Linked DNA regions of Mus musculus: regions 1, 3, 4 and 5 are each linked to region 2. Evidence: chromatin contacts called from public ChIA-PET and Micro-C data. All regions are on one chromosome and are shown on one strand. Each heading gives the region's core, a stretch centred on a gene start, on an enhancer-like site or on the middle of the called end of the contact. The rest is flanking DNA. Distances are from core to core; before and after follow the strand shown. Region 1 holds the start of Gbp4 (guanylate binding protein 4). Region 2 holds the start of Lrrc8d (leucine rich repeat containing 8D). Region 3 holds the start of Gbp8 (guanylate-binding protein 8). Region 4 holds the start of Gbp9 (guanylate-binding protein 9). Region 5 holds the start of Zfp644 (zinc finger protein 644).

The links. Hi-C and Micro-C count contacts between places; a contact is called where the count stands out from the background. ChIA-PET counts read pairs in DNA pulled down with a chosen protein or histone mark.
Region 1: a contact with region 2 is called in an RNA polymerase II ChIA-PET map of memory CD8 T cells, with 35 read pairs. The contact joins the promoter of Gbp4 here to the promoter of Lrrc8d in region 2.
Region 3: a contact with region 2 is called in an RNA polymerase II ChIA-PET map of memory CD8 T cells, with 11 read pairs. The contact joins the promoter of Gbp8 here to the promoter of Lrrc8d in region 2. A contact is called at or near these places in 1 of 115 datasets of contacts at active chromatin or transcription factors (memory CD8 T cells) and 1 of 9 other capture datasets (liver).
Region 4: a contact with region 2 is called in an RNA polymerase II ChIA-PET map of memory CD8 T cells, with 21 read pairs. The contact joins the promoter of Gbp9 here to the promoter of Lrrc8d in region 2. A contact is called at or near these places in 2 of 39 promoter capture datasets (embryonic stem cells and pre-B cells) and 1 of 115 datasets of contacts at active chromatin or transcription factors (memory CD8 T cells).
Region 5: a Micro-C map of embryonic stem cells shows a contact between it and region 2, with 5 times the contacts expected there. The contact joins the promoter of Zfp644 here to the promoter of Lrrc8d in region 2. A contact is called at or near these places in 2 of 484 Hi-C or Micro-C datasets (both in embryonic stem cells).

The regions. Positions count from the first base shown.
Region 1 is chr5:105,137,409-105,141,182 of GRCm38.p6, forward strand. It overlaps Gbp4 (guanylate binding protein 4), which reads right to left and starts at 2,178. Exons shown (of 12, transcript NM_001359079.1): 1 at 2,072-2,178; 2 at 1,311-1,409. The coding sequence starts at 1,325.
Region 2 is chr5:105,698,539-105,702,526 of GRCm38.p6, forward strand. Lrrc8d (leucine rich repeat containing 8D) reads left to right here and starts at 1,431. Exons shown (of 3, transcript NM_001122768.1): 1 at 1,431-1,716. Gm42166 reads right to left here. Exons shown (of 2, transcript XM_017321263.2): 2 at 1-2,325. The coding sequence ends at 1,350.
Region 3 is chr5:105,051,959-105,055,687 of GRCm38.p6, forward strand. It overlaps Gbp8 (guanylate-binding protein 8), which reads right to left and starts at 1,603. Exons shown (of 10, transcript NM_029509.4): 1 at 1,543-1,603.
Region 4 is chr5:105,108,106-105,112,188 of GRCm38.p6, forward strand. It overlaps Gbp9 (guanylate-binding protein 9), which reads right to left and starts at 2,187. Exons shown (of 11, transcript NM_172777.4): 1 at 2,100-2,187.
Region 5 is chr5:106,695,518-106,699,630 of GRCm38.p6, forward strand. It overlaps Zfp644 (zinc finger protein 644), which reads right to left and starts at 1,313. Exons shown (of 10, transcript NM_001363318.1): 1 at 1,015-1,313; 2 at 126-182.

The DNA of each region.
Region 1 (3,774 bases), core at 928-3,427, 560 kb before region 2:
AATATGTAGAAACTGTGAACAATACCACTTAATTACACTGAGATGTGCAGCTGAATAAAAGGTGGGAATTACATGTGTCCTTGTTAGACTTTTTACTGCCTACCTCCACCCTACCTGACACAGGTCCTGTCTGCAGGAAGCAACACAGAGCTTAATTGCAACAGGCCAACCTGGGGCTACCCTGATCTCAGTTTTACCTAACTTGTGTTTCAAGTACGGATTATTTCTTGAACATGAAAACAAAATCTCAACCCGAGCAAATAAATAGAAAAAAAAACAGACTTTCTAAAATTAAGGACTTTTCTGCACCAAAGGATTCTATAAACAGTGTAAAAAGGCAACCCAAAAGTGGGTGAAGACTACTTGTAAATCACATGTTTGATAAAGGGTTACTATCTTCAACAAAATAGCAATACAACTCATCACAGATAACTCATTTCTAAACAGAGAAAATCACTGGGTGCTTATTTCTGCAGAGAAGGCTTACAAACATCCATGAGCACACAAGATCATATTCATTATTGCTAATCACTTTGTACAAAAAAATTTAAATTAAAAAAATTATCTGAAAAAGATAGAATGTACAAACTGTGAAGTACCAGAGTGAATGCTGAAGTGTCTCTGTTCCCATTACAGAATGTATTAGGGAAACATTGGTTGCAAAATGAAGAAACTTTTCATTATATGATTTCTGTTTTGCCATGCTGAGGGACCAGGTGTAAGAGTCTATAGTCACATGATCATGTGTGATTTGGCTTCTTAGAGCTTACTGAGGCTAAGGCTTGCTTTGGGCTAACATATATATTATTTGAAATTACCTGCTTAGTTTTGCTGATCTTTGCAGTTTAAGCACAAACTAGGTTATTTTAAGAGCTACATGGTATTGTTCCTCAATAATTCTTCAGTCCCTGTGACAAACATTGAGGAAGTCCAAATCAAACCACAAGGCATCACTTCATACTCATCAGGACAGCTACCACACAATGGGAAAACAAATCCATGTAACCCAGAATTTAAACAACTCCGGTGTCTGTACTCTGCAGCTAAGAACACAGAATATTTCCTCATGAGAAACAATCCTGGTTTCTAAGACAATGGAAAGTTACATTTGATCTAACAGCTCTTCTTTGATTTCAGCACAAACTAGCAAAAAGGACTTGGATGGACCTTTGATCTTTAATGATCATGGTAGCTGTGTTCACAATACCCACAATGTGGATTAAGCCCAGTTTCCCACCACAATGTGATGGCACACCAAATTGTATATTATTCAGCCAGAGAAGAGAATAAAATTAACTACTGTACACTACCTTGTAGACCTTCATAGACTTAAAGCCAGCCACAGACCTCTGCAGGTCAGACAACACATAACTTGCCTCCCCTCCTCTGCACTCCAGTCCCAGATGAGCCTGAGGACATTATGCCAAGGACAGAGAATGTGTCAATCCCCAGAAGTCACAGATTCCACAACACTGTCTCTCTGCAGCTTAATCCCTTTAATGAGATAAGAAGAGCAGCCCAAACAAAATGCAGAGAGCCCATGTGATCTCTACATCACACACACACACACACACACACACAGACACACAGACACACACACACACACACACACACACACAAACCCTAAACACCAAGACAGAGCTTGACTACTTACTAAACTTAAAAAGATGATGAGGTACAAACTAAGTTTATTTCCAAAAAATATTTGCCAAGGTCAAGTGCTGAATTTTCCGCACAAGGTTCCTACATGTTCCTTTGACAACAGTTGCCTGTGAACCAGGGCAGGAGCTGTTGCTGTGGTCCCAGCTGAGGAAGGACCAGAGCTCTTCCCATAGTGTGTCTAACAGAGCAGGGCAGCCAGCTGTGTCAGGCTACAACTTTGTATCTGTCCTTTGTCAGAGGAAAGAAACTCACCTCCTAGACCTAAAGCCAGCCACAGCCCCCTGCAGACCAGAGAGCACAGAACCTGCCTCCCTTCCCCCTCCCTCAGTTGCCCCTTTGACTTGGAAATCAAGCTGAGGTCCAGACTAAGTTGCTCCTTAAAGAAAGGAAAAGTAAATATTAAATATACCTGGTCCCACAGCACAGGTCCAAGTGCAGTTCTCAGCTGCTGCTGCCTCCTCAGGCTCACTTCTGCTCTCCTCACTTCCTGCTCTCTTTGCTCCTCTTTTATGTGCGCTGACCACACACACACACACACACATACACACACACACACACACACACTCACACAGGATGCAGCAAAAACAAAACTGAAAGTAAAGTAAACCAAGGCATTGTTAACTTGGCCAAGACTGGAAGGGGAGGTCAGAGGATGCTTAGTGTCAGAAAAGTCAGTGAGATACTCTGTTGCAGCCAAGGGACAGCAGGCTTCCACTGTGGAAAGTATTTACATTCTCTTTCTTTGGAACCCATCTCCAGTTTCCTCCAGCCTTCTAGGCACAGATAAAGCACAGTAAACCCAGGCCCCCATCAGTGTAAATGACACAATCTGGGAGGATTGCACGTGTGCTTCTCTCAGGGGAAATTCCAGGTGCTTTTTGAGTGAAGAGCTTTAATGTTTTAAACCTGTGTTTTCTAAAACAGGAACCATCACTGTCCCCTCTCCCTCCCTCCCTCCCTCTCTCTCTCTCTCTCTCTCTCTCTCTCTCTCTCTCTATCTATCTATCTCTATCTCTCTTGCTCAGATAGTCCTCTCTTCCTTTCTTACCCTCTTTCCTTCTCCAGTCCTCTCCCTGCTTCCTCCTCCCTCTCTCTGTTCCCCTTTCTTTGTCTCTACTACCCTCTCAAATTCCACTCTCCATGTCTTAAATAAACTCTATTCTATACTATACAATTGTGTGGCTGGTACTTCAGGAGGAAAGGATGCCTCAGCAGGAGCCCTCAGAGACACCACCTTCCACCTCACCATACCCCGCCTCCACCACACATATCCCTGGCTTCTTTTTTCTTTTTCAGAAAACACAACAGTCCATCTAAAAACTGTTTTCAAAGAAGTAATTAAAGAATAGTAAGTAGGAGTTGTGTTCAGGGTAGAAGCTAAGAAAACTCACTTCTGAGATGGAAGCTTAAAAATGAAAGCTTTATTTTCTGAGCCCTTAGGAAGGCAGCCAGTTTGGGATCTGAACTTTGTCTCTGATGGGAGATTGAATACTATTTGTAAAGGATGAAACACAAAGCGAGGGTGTTGGGTGGGGCTGCAGAGTGATCTATTGTGTTTTCACAGGAAGGATTAAAGAAGGAAGTACCCATTGGAGACTGGGCCATATCCAGGCACCTAGCTTCAGGGTCCTTAATTTACTCTCCTAGACATTTGGTGCAGAACTCAGAGTGATAAAGGGACAAAGGAGCAGGACAGCAGCATGGAGGTAAACTGGTACCTTAATTCTACTTCAGTGAACTCTCCCCCTATTCATCTGTTAGCTCTGCATGGCCACCTATTTGCAGGCCCAGGTAGAACTCACACAAGAGTCCACACCAGGACTGGGAAGAAGTTCATGTCAGCAGGTTCTTGGATGCCACTAAGGCCAGGGGAGTCTCTGGTCTGGAGCTCTTGTCAGTTGAGTGGCACTTCTGAGACAGGATTGAGGGGAGCAGCAGGAGCAGGGCTGCCTCTAACACTTGCTTAAGCCTTTTGTTCACTTCAGCACTCAAGTGAATCTACAAAACATCAGGATAAATCTCTATGATCCTTTGCCTGTGTTTCTCTTCTATATTATATCGAGAAAGAGAAAAAGAGAGAGAGAGGTGTGTGTGTGTGTGAGTGAGCACAGG
Region 2 (3,988 bases), core at 181-2,680:
GAGCCACCACTGCCTGGCCTACCTTTTAATTTATACCAATAATAAAACCATAAAAAAACCACAAACCTCTAGAATCAGCTTGAAAAAAAAAAAAGATGATAGAAAAAGCAAGTGGTGGTTCTGCAAAGGGAGAAACTTTTCTAAACTGATTTTAACAGCAGGACATTTTTCATCCAGCCGTCCCACCATTAGTTGTCAGGAGCATGAAAACCTCTAACCTCCTAGATCAGCAAACCCAGGGCTGTAATTACATCACCTGCCACACACTGGCTGCCCACGCACTTCCTCCTTGGCAGGGTGTAGGGAATTGGAGAGGCTGCAGTCCGGGAGGGTCCGGGAAGCAAACAAAAGGCTGAGGTTCCATCTAAAACTGCCTGGGGCTGCTCAGCGGGAGGGTGTTGGCCCTCAAGGCCTGGCCTCTTCTTCCATGTCTGGGCGGCCTACTTCTACCTTTTAGGGGCCACTGTCACCATCTGGGAGCCCAGAAAAACATTTTCCTTTTTGCCTCTCTCTGTAGGATCCTGGCCTTCTTTAAGAGCGTTGGATGATAAATGAATCTGGAGGGCATCTTTTTGGGCATGAGTTCCCAGAAGCGTGAGGTTTCAGATGAAAGGAGATACTGAAGTATGGGGAGGAATCGTTTGTTTTGATTGAACTAAAATAATTACCCTGACTGACTTGGTGTCCTGGCCCTCATCTCTCCACAGAGGAAAAAAAAAAAAAAAGAACACTAAGGAAACTTCACCCGCACGGCAACAAAAACACACCGGAAAGCTATCGAGTTGGGAAACTTTTTTTAGAACAACTTCCCAAGTGCCTGTTTCGTACGCACGACGTTTTTGGCTTAAACGACTGGGACCAGGGAGGTCCCGATTCAGCTGAAAATAAAACGTACGAGATAAGGCATTGTTAGCAGAGAAATCTGTTTGCGCAGACATTAAGTTAGGTGCACGAGCCCTGAATCCCAGGTAATTGCTTTTTCCCAGTTGGAAGGCACTGGATGACTTTTTAATGCCTACCCCGCACCCGTTCTCCCAATCTCAACGATCAGCTTTTAGTGGTCAGAACAGCCTCCTGAAACTGCAACACAGACGAAGCTTCCCGGCCCAGCCCGGTTGCTTCAAGGGAACAGACAGCCTGGCACCATGCCCTGCCCAGGTGCGCTTGAAAGAGATAAGCTCTGCGCCTCCGGCGACGTTCGGCGGCCATTCTTCTCCGCCTCGTGCACCTGCTGAGCTTCAAGCAGCCAGCCCAGAATCCCGGTCACCTCCCGGCCACCCAGCCCCTCGGGTCAGCCGGACCGACCCCCTAGGCAGGCGCGGCGGGGTGCGCGGGCCCAGAGCAGGCAATCACATGGAGGCCCGGGCCCGCCCCATTGGCTGCGACCCGGCCAGTCGCGGCGCTCGCAGGCTGCGGTTGGTCCCAGAGCTGCGGCGCCTGCACGGGCCTGGAGTCCATGTTACGCTTTGTCTAATTCCCCTCGTTACAGAGTCATGTGCTGCTGCTCCCGTCGCCGCCGCTGCCGCCGCCCGGGGTGCCCCGGCTCCTCCGCCGCGCTTAGAGGTGGCAGCCGCGGGCGGGGCCGCGGACTCAGGGTCCAGGGCGCCGCGCGCCTCCGGGGCGCGTCCCGGTGCAGCCGCCGCCCGCCGCAGGTGATGCCGCCGCCTCCCGCCTCCGCCTAAGCTCCCGCACGCGCGGCCCGGGCTGCCCGCGAAGGTGGGTGCGCGTCGGTCCACCCTGGCCGGGAGGGCGCAGGTGGAGCGGCCCCGGGGCGCGCAGACGTCCGGCCTCTCGGCGCCGCGGGGGAGCACGGCTGCTCCCGGGGCTGCGATCGGGAACTCCGGAGGGCTTCGGGACCCTGGGGCGGGGAGTGCGACCAAGCCCCCCCACCCCGTGCTGGGACATTGTTTCGCTTTGGGCCCTGCGCGGGCCGGGTGCCGGCTGCCGCGCTCCCGCCTCGGCCTCCGTGCGCGCGAACGCAGGGGCGGAGATTGCCTATCGCGGTGGCTCCGAGTCCTCCAGGAGGTGGGTGTCTGGTGTCTGGCCTGGTTGGCCCGGAGCCGGCGAGAGGAGCCCTTGAACTTCTGCAGAAACGCTTCCCCATCCGCCTCCGTCCCGCTCCGGGTGGGCCACTCGGGGTGCTCGCGGGTTGGGGCGGGGAAGGGAGGGGAGCCCTGCGCCCCGCCCTCCGCGCCCGGGGGGAGGGCACTGGGGCCGCAGGTGCACCCTGCGCGCCGCGGGCCATCTCCGGGTTGGGTACCGGTATAATCCGCTTCTAGCTTGTTTGGAAGCGTGGGCTCTTGGGAACGGGACTTCTGCTTGATTCTGGTTTAGGGGCTTGAAAAAGAGGAGAACTGGGGTGCCTTCCCAGAGGACTGTCACCTCCAGTTACTGGAGGGTCGATGGGGGACACTCTGTCTCTGTCCCCCTTTATGTGGGGTATCCCTAACAGATAAGGAAATGAGATTTTTTTGTTGTTGTTCTTTGATTTTTTTTTTTAAGCCATCCGCAGTGAAGGAGAACTGCTTCGGGTCGAGGGGAGGAGAGGTAGGTCCCCTCTGGAGAGGGTTGGGGTATAAGGTCTCGCGGTTCCCATGCAGCTGGGGTGTGCGTGGCAGAGAGTGGGGAGGTAGGATTGCTGGAAAGAAAAAGCAGGGTAAAGAAATGGGAGCAGAAGGCGAAGAGATGAGACCAAGTATTGGGCGTCCTCGCCGAACCGGAGCCCTGACTTGAGACTTTGGGGGCTCCTGTTTGGTTTCTTTCCTCCCACAATTTCCTTCTCCGTGACTTTGAAAGTTTTCTTTTAGTTTTTATTTTGTATTGGTCAAGACAGCTGTGAAGACGTGAGTTTTTTTGTTTTTGTTATTTTTTTTTGAAAGAGATATAGACGTGAAGCACTGATATCCGGAAACTTTCCCTGGCCATTTAAATAATAAAATCCCACCCACACAGCGTTCACTGAGCACCTAATACACTCGCTCAGTGCTCGAGTGTGGAAAGAGTCCCGGCAGAGCGTGGAGTCTGGTCTCAGTAAGGGTAAGGGCTGTTTACTTAATAAACAACCGAGGAAAATATGATTCAGGCCCCCCTCCCCAAAGTTTCCAGGGCCTGGTAGAGGGTGAGGGTCATGAAGACCTGGGGTTGGGGGGGAATCACTACTCTGTGAGGTCTTCAGATACCATCTGTTTTTTCCAGCTCGAGAACACAGCATATATATTATCAGCAAGGTCAGGGTCAGAGCTGTCCTGACACCAACTGAAGTTAAAAGCCAATGTCTGGACATGAAAAAGAATTGAAGATTAAAATGAGGTCGAGAACCTGAGAGTGTTGACTGCCACTAATTTAGGGAGCCCTCCGGAAATACACGCGGAAGTAATCCACAGTGCTGGATGGGATTCCACAGCGGTGGAGAGTTCCCGCTCTGTCCACAGGAACATACTATCTTAGATTCCTCTAGTTTTTATTGAAGGTGTATAAACTTTGTTGATTGAAACCTTATAGATTAAGAGGTCAGAGTTGTGAGCTGTCCTCAGGTGACCTGGCGTTCCCTCCCCCACTTCCCACTGGGGGAGGGTGGAGTGTGTCTGATGCAACCAAGTATTGAGCCATGGCCACAGCCTTCTTTGCCTAAGCGTTGAAAACTCTTAGTCAACCTGTGGCCTTTCCCCCCTACCCCCACCCCAGTTAAGTTTTATATTTTATGGAGATTTTGGAACTTTAAAAAAAAAATTTTAAAACTTTTTCTTTATTTAATTTTAGAATTAATTTTTAAAATTAATTAATTAATTAAACTAATTTTAGGATTAAAATGTTTGGCTTGTCCAAATAGTTAAATTGTTTTGTGAGCACTCTTGTTTTAGAAATTGGACTTTCCTGATATTTGTGGGCAAGTTGTACATAAATTGGCTCAGACCATAAGGAGGTTAAAGTTTGGACAGATCTTTGTGTGTATGATCGTGTATGTTCTTTTGTTTTTGACATGGGGGAA
Region 3 (3,729 bases), core at 353-2,852, 650 kb before region 2:
CTATAGAAGTTAAGAAAAAATTATTTGAAAAAGATGCAGTGTACAAACAGGGAAGTACCATAGTGAATGGTTTAGTGTCTTTAGTTCCTAGGATAGAATGTCAATCAGGCTATATTAGGGAAACATTGGATGCAAAATAAACTTTTCTTTACATGATTTCTGCTTTGCCAGGCTGGAGAACCTGGTGTCAGAGTCTAGAGTCACATGATCGTGTGTGATTTGGCTTCTTATAACTCACTGAGGCTGAGGTTTGCTTTGGGCTAACATATATATCATTTGAAATTAATTGCTTAGTTTTGCTGATGTTTGCATCAGCACGGACTAGGTTATTTTAAGAGCTACATGATATTGTTCCTCAATAATTCTTCAGACCCTGTGACAAACATTGAGGAAGTCCCAATCAAACCACAAGGCATCACTTCATACTCATCAGGATAGCTACCACACAATGCAAAAATGAATACATGTCACCTGGAATTTAAACAACTCAGGTGTCTGTACTCTGCAGCTAAAAACACAGAATATTCCCTCAGGGAAAACAGTCATGGCTTCTGAGAAAATGAATAGTTTCATATGATCTAACAACTCTTATTTGATTACAACACAAACAAACTAGCAAACAAGGACTTGGATGGACCTTTGATCTGTGTTGTTCATCGCAGTTGTGTTTACAATACCCACAATGTGGAAACAGCCCAGTCTCCCATCAACAGATCACCAATAGATGCATACATTAACACAGTCTGATAGCACACACAATAGAATATTCTTCAGCCAGAGAAGGGAATACAATTAATTACTTTACCCAACTTCATAGACCTTCATAGACTTAAAGCCAGCCACAGACCCCTGCAGGCCAGACAACACATAACCTGCCTCCCCTGCCCTCAGTCCCAGATAAGCAAGAGGACATTATGCCAAGGGCAGAGAATGTGTACAATCCCCAGAAGTCACTTGATTCCACAAGACAGTCTCTCTGCAGCTTAGACCCATTAATGAGATAAGAAGAGCAGCCCAAACAAAATGCATAGAGCCCATGGGATCTCTATATCTCCCCCACCCCCTCCAAAAAAAGAAAACAAAACAAAACAAAAACTAAATATCAAGAGACAACTTTGCTATCTACTTACTAAACTTAATAAAAAGTACGTCAGGAAGAAACTAAGTTTATGTCCAAATAGATGTTTGCCAAGCCCTTTTGCTGAATTTTCTTCACAAGGTTCCTCCACAGAAAGACATTCATCTGGCTGTGAACCAGGGCAGGAGCTGTAGCTGTGGTCCCAGCTGAGGCAGGACCAGGGCTCTTCCCACAGCTTCACCAACAGAGCAGGGCAGCCAGGAGTGTCAGGCTGCCACTTTGTATCTGTCCTTTGTCAGAGGAAAGAAACTCACCTCCTAGACCTAAAGCCAGCCACAGCCCCCTGCAGACCAGAGAGCACAGAACCCGCCTCCCTTCCCCCTCCCTCAGTTGCCACTTTGACTTGGAAATCAAGCTGGGGTCCAGACTAAGTTGCTCCTTAAAGAAAGGAAAAGTAAATATACCTGGTCCCACAGCACAGGTCCAAGTGCAGTTCTCAGCTGCTGCTGCCTCCTCAGGCTCACTTCTGCTCTCCTCACTTCCTGCTCTCTTTGCTCCTCCTTTATGTGAGCTGACCACACACACACACACACACACACACACACACACACACACACACACACACACACACTCACACAGGCAGCAGCAAAAACAAAATTGAAAGTAAAGTAAACCAAGGCATTGTTAACTTGCCCAAGACTGGAAGGGGAGGTCAGAGGATGCTTAGTGTCAGAAAAAGCCAGTGAGAAACTGTGTTGCAGCCAAGGGACAGCAGGCCTCCACTGTGGAAAGAGTTTACATTCTCTTTCTTTGGAACCCATCTCCAGTTTCCTCCAGCCTTCTAGGCACAGATAAAGCACAGTAAACCCAGGGCCCCATCAGTGGAAATGACACAATCTGGGAGGATTGCAAGTGTGCTTCTCTCAGGGGAAATTCCAGGTGCTTCTTGAGCGAAGAGCTTTAATGTTTTAAACCTGTGTTTTCTAAAACAGGAACCATCACTGTTGCCATTTCTTCTGGACTCTGCCCCACAGTTACCTGGCAACAGCCAGGTGGACATGACTCACTATAAAAAGGGCTGCTTGTCCACTCTGCCCCCCCCCCCTCAATCTCTCTCCCTGAAATCTTCCTCTCTTCCTTTCTTACCCTCTTTCTTCTCCATTCCTCTCCCTGCTTCCTCCCTTCCTTTTTCTCTGTCTCTACTACCCTCTCAAATCCCCTCTTCATGTCTAAAATAAACTCTATTCTATACTATACAATTGTGTGGCTGGTACTTCAGGAGGACAGGATTCCTCAGCATGTGCCCTCTGAGACACCACCTACCACCTCAACATACCACGCCTCCACCACACATATCCCTGGCTTCTTTTTCTTTTTCAGAAAACACAACAGTTGATCTAAAAACTGATTTTAAAGAAGTAATTAAAGAATAGTAAGTAGGAGTTGTGTTCAGGGTAGAAGCTAAGAAAACTCACTTCTGAGATGGAAGCTTAAAAATGAAAGCTTTATTTTCTGAGCCCTTAGGAAGGCAGCCAGTTTGGGATCTGAACTTTGTCTCTGATGGGAGATTGAACACCATTTGTAAAGGATGAAACACAAAGCGGGGGGGGGGGGGGCAGGGAGCTGCAGAGCGATCCATTGTGATTTCACAGGAAGGATTAAACAAGGGAGTACCCCTCAGAGACTGGGCCATATCCAGGCACCTAGCTTCAGGGTCCTTAATTTACTCTCCTAGACATTTGGTGCAGAACTCAGAGTGATAAAGGGACAAAGGAGCAGGTCAGCAGCATGGAGGTAAACTGGTACCTTAATTCTACTTCAGTGAACTCTCCCCCTATTCATCTGTTGGGTCCACATGGCCACCCATTTGCAGGCCCAGGTAGAACACACACAGAGTCCACACCAGGACTGGGAAGAAGTTCATGTCAGCAGGTTCTTGGATTCCACTAAGGCCAGGGGAGTCTCTGGTCTGGAACAGAGCAGGGATGTGTCCAGTTCTTGTCAGTTGAGTGGCACTGCTGAGACAGGATTGAGGGGAGCAGCAGGAGCAGGGCTCTCTCTAACACTTGCTAAAGCCTTTTGTTCACTTCAGCACTCAACTGAATCTACAAAACATCAGGATAAACCTGTGTGTTCCTTTCCCTGTGTTTCTCTTCTGTATTATATTGAGAAAGAGAGAGACATGTGTTTGTGTGTGTGTGTGCACATATGTGTGTGTGGGTATTTGTGTTTGCACATGTGTGTGTGAGCCTGCGTAAGTGCACCTCTGCATATTTGCTGATGTCTGCAGTTGACATTGGGTGTCTTCCTCTATTGCTCTCTGATTTTTTGGTTTTTTTGAAATATCTTTTACAGAATCAGGACCTCACTGCTTTGCTATACTAGCTGACTAGTGAGCCTCAGGGCTTTGCTGTCTCTGACCTCACCCCAGCCTTGGGATTAAGAGCGCACATTGCCATGCCCAGCTTTTCACTGCAGATCCAAATTAACACCCTCATGCATGCATAACAAACAGTTCATGAATAAGGCATCTCCTTAGGCCCTGAATTTGAATTTTTTTTTTGGTTGAGAACTAGAATATTTTTATTTGTAAAATATTCTTAATGTATTGGGAAACAATTTATTCTATTCTGCCTTAAGGTTCTTTTTTT
Region 4 (4,083 bases), core at 937-3,436, 590 kb before region 2:
ATCCAATCACAAAGGAACTCACACAATATGTACTCACTGATAAGTGGATATTAGCCCAGAAACTTAGGATACCCAAGATATAAGATACAATTTGCTAAACACATGAAACTCAAGAAGAACAAAGACCAAAGTGTAGACACTTTGCCCCTTCTTAGAATTGGGAACAAAACACCCATGGAAGGAGTTACAAAGACAAAGTTTGGAGCTGTGACGAAAGGATGGACCTTCTAGAGACTGCCATATCTGGGGATCCATCCCATAATCAGCTTCCAAACGCTGACACCATTGCATACACTAGCAAGATTTTGCTGAAAGGACCCTCATATAGCTGTCTCTTGTGAGACTATGTCGGGGCCTAGCAAACACAGAAGTGGATGCTCGCAGTAAGCTATTGGGTGGACCACAGGGCCCCCAATGGAGGAGCTAGAGAAAGTAGCCAAGAAGCTAAAGGGTTCTGCAATTCTATAGGTGGAACAACAATATGAACTAACCAGTACCCCCCTGGAGCTCCTGTCTCTAGTTGCATATGCATCAGAAAATGGCCTAGTCAGCCATCAGTGGAAAGAGAGGCCCATTAGTCGTGCAAACTTTATATGCCTCAGTACAGGGGAACGACAAGGCCAAGAAGTGGATGTGGGTGGGTGGGGGAGTGTGTGGGGGACTTTTGGGATAGCATTGGAAATGGAAATGTAAAAAATACCCAATTTAAGAAGAAAAAAAGATTCTAGAGTCACTTGATGATGTGTGATTTGGCTTCTTATAGCTCAGTGAGGCTGAGGCTTGCTTTGGGTTAACATATATATTTATTTGAAATTGTTTGCTTAGGTTTGCTGATGTTTGCAGGTTTAGCATAAATGAAGTTATTTTAAGAGCTACTTGGTTTTGTTGCTCAATAATTCTTCAGACCCAGTGTTCATTATAACGTGGCTTTGAAAAACAGTGAGGAAGTGCCAATCAAATCACAAAGCATCACTTCATACACACAAGGACAGCTACCACACAAGGCAAAAACAAATACATGTCACCTGGAATTTAAACAACTCAGGTGTCTGTACTCTGCAGCCTAGAACACAGAATATTACCTCACAGGAAACAGTCCTGACTTCTGAGATAATATATAGTTATGTTTGACCTAAAAGCTCTTCTTTGATTACAACATAAACAAACTAGAAAACAAGGACTTGGATGGACCTTTGAGCTGTATTGATCATAGCATCTGTATTTACAATACCCACAATGTGGACACAGCCCAGTCTCCCACCAACAGATCACCAACAGATGCATACATTAACACAGTCTGATAGCATGCACAATAGAATGTTATTCAGCAAAAAAAAAAAAAAAAAAAAAGGAATAAAATTCTACTGCACACTACTTTATAGACCTTCATATACTTAAGGCTATCCATGGACCCTGCAGACCAGACAACACAGTAACCTACCTCCCCTGCCCTGTCTTTAGTCCCACATGAGCATGAAGACATTATGCCAAGAAAAGAGAATGTGCAAAATCCTAAGACGTTAGATACAGGTGACATCACTTAATTCCAGAAACCAGGCTCTCTGCAGCTTAGTTCCATGTGAAATAAGACTAGCAGCCCAAACAAAATGCACATAGCACTACGTGATCTCTACATCTCATACAACATAAACATCAAGAGAGAACTGGACTATTTTCTTACACTTAATTCAAAGTCAGTGAGGTAGGAACTAAGTTATTTCGAGATAGAGGTTTGCCAAGCTCTTGTGCTGAATTTTCCTCACAGGGTTCCTCCACAGAAAGACTTCCCTCTGACTACAGCTGCCTGTGAACCAGGGCAGGAGCTGTAGCTGTGGTCCCAGCTGAGGCAGGACCAGGGCTCTTCCCACAGCTTCTCCAACAGAGCAGGGCAGCCAGCTGTGTCAGGCTACAACTTTGTATCTGTCCTTTGTCAGAGGAAAGAAACTGACCTCTTAGACCTAAAGCCAGCCACAGCCCCCTGCAGACCAGAGAGCTCATAATCTGCCTCCCTTCCCCCTCCCTCAGTTGCCCCTTTGACTTGGAAATCAAGCTGAGGTCCAGACTAAGTTGCTCCTTAAAGAAAGGAAAAGTAAATATACCTGGTCCCACAGCACAGGTCCAAGTGCAGTTCTCAGCTGCTGCTGCCTCCTCAGGCTCACTTCTGCTCTCCTCCCTCCTGCTCTCTTTGTTCCTCTTTTATGTGCGCTGACCACACACACACACACACACACACACACACACACACACACACACACACACACAGGATGCAGCAGAAACAAAACTGAAAGTAAAGTAAGCCAAGGCATTGTTAACTTGGCCAAGACTGGAAGGGGAGGTCAGAGGATGCTTAGTGTCAGAAAAGTCAGTGAGAAACTGTGTTGCAGCCAAGGGACAGCAGGCCTCCACTGTGGAAAGAGTTTACATTCTCTTTCTTTGGAACCCATCTCCAGTTTCCTCAGCCTTCTAGGCACAGATAAAGCACAGTAAACCCAGACCCCTATCAGTGGAAATGACACAATCTGGGAGGATTGCACGTGTGCTTCTCTCAGGGGAAATTCCAGGTGCTTTTTGAGTGAAGAGCTTTAATGTTTTAAACGTGTTTTCTAAAACAGGAACCATAACTGTTGCCATTTCTTTCTGGACTCTGTCCCACAGTTTCCTGACAACAGCGAGCTGGGCATGACTCACTATAAAAAGGGCTGCTTGTCCACTCTGCCCTCTCTCTCTCCCTCTCTCTCTCTCTCTCTCTCTTTCAATCTCTCTCCCTGAGATCTTCCTCTCTTCCTTTCTTACCCTCTTCTTTCTCAAGTCCTCTCCCTGCTTCCTGTCTCCCTCTCTCTGTTCCTCTTTCTCTGTCTCTACTACCCTTTCAAATCCCCTGTCCATGTCCAAAATAAACTCTATTCTATACTATACAATTGTGTGGCTGGTACCTCAGGAGGACAGGATGCCTCAGCATGCCCCCACCCCCCATACCACCTTCCACTTCACCATACCCCACCTCCACCACACATATCCCTGGCTTCTTTTTCTTTTTCAGAAAACACAACAGTTGTTCTGAAAACTGTTTTTAAAGAAGTAATTAAAGAATAGTAAGTAGGAGTTGTGTTCAGGGTAGCAGCTAAGAAAACTCACTTCAGAGGTGGAAGCTTAAAAATGAAGCTTTATTTTCTGAGCTCTTAGGAAGGCAGCCAGTTTGGGATCTGAACTTTGTCCCTGATGGGAGATTGAACACCATTTGTAAAGGATGAAACACAAAGCAGTGGGGAGAGCTGCAGAGTGTGATCCATTGTGTTTTCACAGGAAGGATTAAACAAGGGAGTACCCCTTGGAGACTGGGCCATATCCAGGCACCTAGCTTCAGGGTCCTTAATTTATTCTCCTAGACATTAGGTGCAGAACTCAGAGTGATAAAGGGACAAAGGAGCAGGTCAGCAGCATGGAGGTAAACTGGTACCTTAATTCTACTTCAGTGAACTCTCTCTCTATTCATCATGAATATTATCAAATACCTATTTCTGTATAGAAAGAAACAAAAGTACCAAATAATGTGCGACAATGAAATACTCAATGCACAGTACCACACCAGAATATGACTTAAAAAGGAGACTCACAAATCCTCTGACCTTGACTCCTGGTCCTAAGACTTATACTAGTGAAGATGTAAGAGCAGAAAACATTGAGTTACTGTAGAATGTTTGTACCATGATTGTTGTCAGGTAACTATGCCATAGAATATTTTTTTTAAATACTGGGTGGTCAAAGACAGAACATTTCCATCTGGAGAGTATAAATTTATACTCTGTGGACCTGTTGAAGCTTTCAGCTCTGGCGTTGCCTCCTGAGGATGAGCGAAAGGGAGTTACACTAAGCAGTGGTACAGTGTTTTAGGCCTCGTTTTCATCATTCCTACCCAAGTAAGTACTGCCTCTACCAGTGTGATGGTTTGTATGTGCCAGGCCCAGGGAGTGGTACTGTTAGGAGGTGTGGCCTTGTTGGAGTAGGTGTGGCTTTGTGGGTGTGGCTTTTGGAATGGATGTGCCTTGAAGACCCTCAATCTATCTGTCTGGAAGTCAGTATTCT
Region 5 (4,113 bases), core at 63-2,562, 1.0 Mb after region 2:
GGATCCCAACACGAGAGTCGTCTGTGGAAGTCTCGCAACAAGAAACCACCTAAGTTTCCAATCACGGGGAAGGGTCTGGGACAACTCATCTTCATGTTCTCGGGAGGAGTGGACGGAGCACACACCTGCTTTCCTCTGGCAGAGATTAAGCTCCCAGGGACACAAAGGCCAGGGAATCAGACCTGGAGAGGCAAAAAGCTTTAGCTAGATACCCACCAAGCCCCGTGGCCACCCAAACACTTCGAGTGTTTTTTTTTCTTTTTTTTTCTTTTTTTTTTACCTCTTGGAGTTACTTCTCAGGCACTTAGCGGCACAAGATGTTGCAGACCAGTGGGAAGAAGGGGAAGGCTATGCGCTCTGGTCCCAAAGTCAGGGGAGGGGTGTGGACAGTTACCTCCAGGGCCGGGGCTACAGGCCCGGACAGAGTAGCCTAGCCGCGCACGGGGCGCCGCCTGACTGCTCTCGGACCGCCCCCGTTACTCGGGGAGTTACAATGGCGACCGCAGGGCTCCCCGGACCTCCGGGTCTCGGCCCCCTTCCCCCTACCGCTCACTGGCTGCTCCGCTACATGTGACTAAACAAAACCCCCCGAGTCCAGAGCCCGGCTCGGCCCCTTTGTGTCCGCCACCGGATCCGCCGCCGCCGCAGCGGAAAGGCACCCCCCGCCCCGCGCGCCCGCCTCCGAGTCCCGCCCCGCGGCGGCCGCCGCCGCTCACCTAAGGTTCCGCGGCCCCCCGCGACCGCCGCCTCCCGGACCCCGCGGCCCGGGCTCCTTGTGCAGCAGCAACTCCGCCTCCTCGGCAGCAGCCGCCATCTTAGCCTGTGCGGCAAAACGCGTCCTTTCCGAGGGTTGGGAGCCAGCCTAGGGCGTAGCTCCCCGGGCCCGAGCGCCGCGGGCCGGGTCCCCCCACAACTTCTTCCGCCACCCTCAGTCCCGCCACCGCCTCAGCCCGGACGTCCGAAACGCGGCCGGGGCCGGGGCTAATCCGACCGAATAAGACCCCCGAAACTCACAGTTTGGTGCCGTGTGCGTCAAACCGGGGCGACGTTGGGAGCGCGCGGCGTCCCCGCGTCACACGCCGCTCTGTACGCTACTCGGCTCCAACGGCCCCCTCCGCTCCCCGCTTCTCGCCTCCGGCCTCGGTTCCCACGGCGCAGGCGCGCGGCTTTCCCGCCTCTGCCTGGCCGCCGGCCGCCGGGGGAAGCCAGCGAGGCGCGCCCGTGCTCTCGGGCCGCCGGAGCTCCCGTGCCAATCAGACCCACGGGGGGCGGCAGCAACGCTGCACCGCTGCTCTCCCGTGCCAAAACCAAACAAGGTCACCTCCCCCAGCGGTGACCTAACCACTCCGGAGGAGGTTCCCGCCCCAAAGTAGGCACGCTCCAAATATGGTGGCGACCAAACTCTGCAAGACCCAAGTACCAGGAATGCCTAGGCCCTTTAAGGTGGAATAGGCCCATCTCTGGTGTCTGCAATCGCTAGTTTGCCAAAAACCTGTTCCCTTTTCCAGCTGTTGAAAGAACCAGCAACATATATCAGGCCTACCTTGGAGAACTGGCACAGACAGGTTTTATGATGTTAAACAGGCCAGGTGGCAAAAGCATCAGGTATAGAAATTCAGTTACCCAGACAAGACACCCAAAAAGAAGGCCCGGATTTGGGTTCCTTGGACTCTGCAAGGGCAGATTCTGCACTAAGGAACATGCCTTGATTGTCCAAATTGGAGTCATGCAAAGAGACGTCAGAAATGCTGGTTAACTCTTCAGGTAATCAATAGATTCCCCAGAGGGTCTTCTAAATCTCCCTTTTAACAAGCATTCAGCCATGGGCTTCTGAGGGAAGCAGCGCACTAATTAGAGGTATTCGCTTTGCTTTTGAACCGAGTCAACAAGTTCCTAACCTGTTGAAGGTGAGCTAAACGTTCTAGAATACTCTGATGGGCCTGCCTTACTAAATTCTTTGGTTTCGCTGAACTTTTTCTCATGAAAAACTTTAAAACGTTTTTTAGTAGTTAAGCAGTAATCATGAACTATGCACCTCCAAGCCTTCGAGATATTATTAACATTCACAGGAATACACCATAATTACATTTATTTGTCAAGAATGGGAGTATCTTTCCTGAAAAACGGTGCCTTCAGAAGCAGCAAATGTATCCCAAAGAACGAACATTTCACTATCCACTCTAATTATTTCGCTTGCTAGTAACTGCTGACAACTAGAGTTCATGCTGTGTGTGTGTCAGGCATTCTTGTCACCTGTTCAAGTTCATTACAACCTAAAGTGGCAAAGAGAGATTAGACTGTTGAGCTGTTTCAAAATGAAAGCTTTCCTTCATATATACGAATAGATAGATACACAACAAATAAATCTGTGTCCATTTTCAGCCAACTGCTTGGAGGAGATGCACTTTAGAGACTTATTCTCATCTCATGAGTTTGGGTTTTGCTTGAATGTATGGCTGTGCACCGCATGCTTCATGCCTGGTACCACAGAGTCCAAATGAGCCTCAGGAAGGACCTGAAACTGGAGCTGCAAATGACAGGCCATCATGTGGAAATATCACAAGGGACCTGATCCTGAGTCCCCAGCAAGCACATAAGGTACTCTTGGCCAGTGAGCCATGTCTCCTGACCCACCAGGTCTGTTAACCTGCAGAACTCAAAGGCCTATCACCTGGAACCAAGCCTTGCATACTTCAGGGCACATTTCAGATATATAAAATATATCGATGTATGGGATCTCCAGATACTTTGTGTGTGTGTGTGTGTGTATTCAGATTATATAAAGTGTTGAATAAATGAGTTTCCATAGTTCTAAGAAAAGAGTCTACTTTCATCTTAGTAGGGAGTGGGGAGGTTAAAAACATAAAGCTTTTAAAATTATAAACAAAAGCTCTCATGAGAGTCAGGCACGGTGGTGAGTACCTTTATTCCCAGCACTATGGAGGTGGGGGAATTGCTAATTTGAGGCTAGCCTCGTCTATAAAGAGACTTCCAGAATAGCTAGGGCTACACAAAGAAATCCTGTTGAGAAAAATAAATAAATAAACGAATAAATAACCTCATAAAACAGAAAATAGACTCAGTATGCAAATACTTTCCTATAAAATATATCTAAAGTTTAATTGAACTGGGGAGATGGCCCAGGGGGCAAAGCGCACTGTTCAGTGTGAAGACTAGATGGAGTTCAGATTCCAGAACTCTTGTAAGAGCTGGATGGACATGACATCAGGTCTGTAACTGTAGCCTGTGAGGCTCAGAGACAGGGATCCTTACAGCAAGCTGGCTAGCCAGACTCACTAAATGCTCTTGGTTCAGCAAGAGACACTGCTGAATACATGAGATAGAAAGCAATCAAGGGGGCTGGAGAGATGGCTCGGCGGTTAAGAGCACTGACTGCTCTTCCAGAGGTCCTGAGTTCAAATCCCAGCAAACACACGGTGATTCACAACCGTCTGTAATGGGATCTGATGCCCTCTTCTGGTGTGTCTGAAGACAGCTACAGTGTAGTTATATATAATAAATAAATCTTTAAAAAAAGAAAAAAGAAAGCAATCAAGATGTCATATCAACCTCGGAACTCCACAGGCATGAGCAATCCAGCACGTAGACGTCGTACCACCCTCGGGACTCTAGGCATCCATGTATGCAGGTGCACCCCTCCACATATGTGTAATCACTCACTCAAAAACAAAGGAGCATGTTTACTGTCATTCTCTTTAGCATCTCAAACTCGGATGCTGAGAGAAAGGAACACTGAGCCAGGGAACCTTACACGTAGAACGTTGAAGCAGTGCACACAGAAGGACCTGTTAGTTTTGTTAATTTCAAAATACCACAAGGAAACAATTTAAGAGAGGAGAGGACTGTTCTTAGCTCGCAGTGTTAGTCCATGGTTAACTGGCTCCACTGCCAGATTAGAGAATGGCAGAAACATGGTGCAAAGTCACCAGTCACTGCCAGAAAAACTAGCCATCACGTCAGAACCAGAAGGTAGAAAGAATGGAAAGATGGGGTCAGAGTCGAGGTCCACTCTTCCAAGGAACACCTCAGTGACCTAATTCACCCAAATAGACCCCATCACTATCAATAATGCCTTCAAATTGTGAATTCACC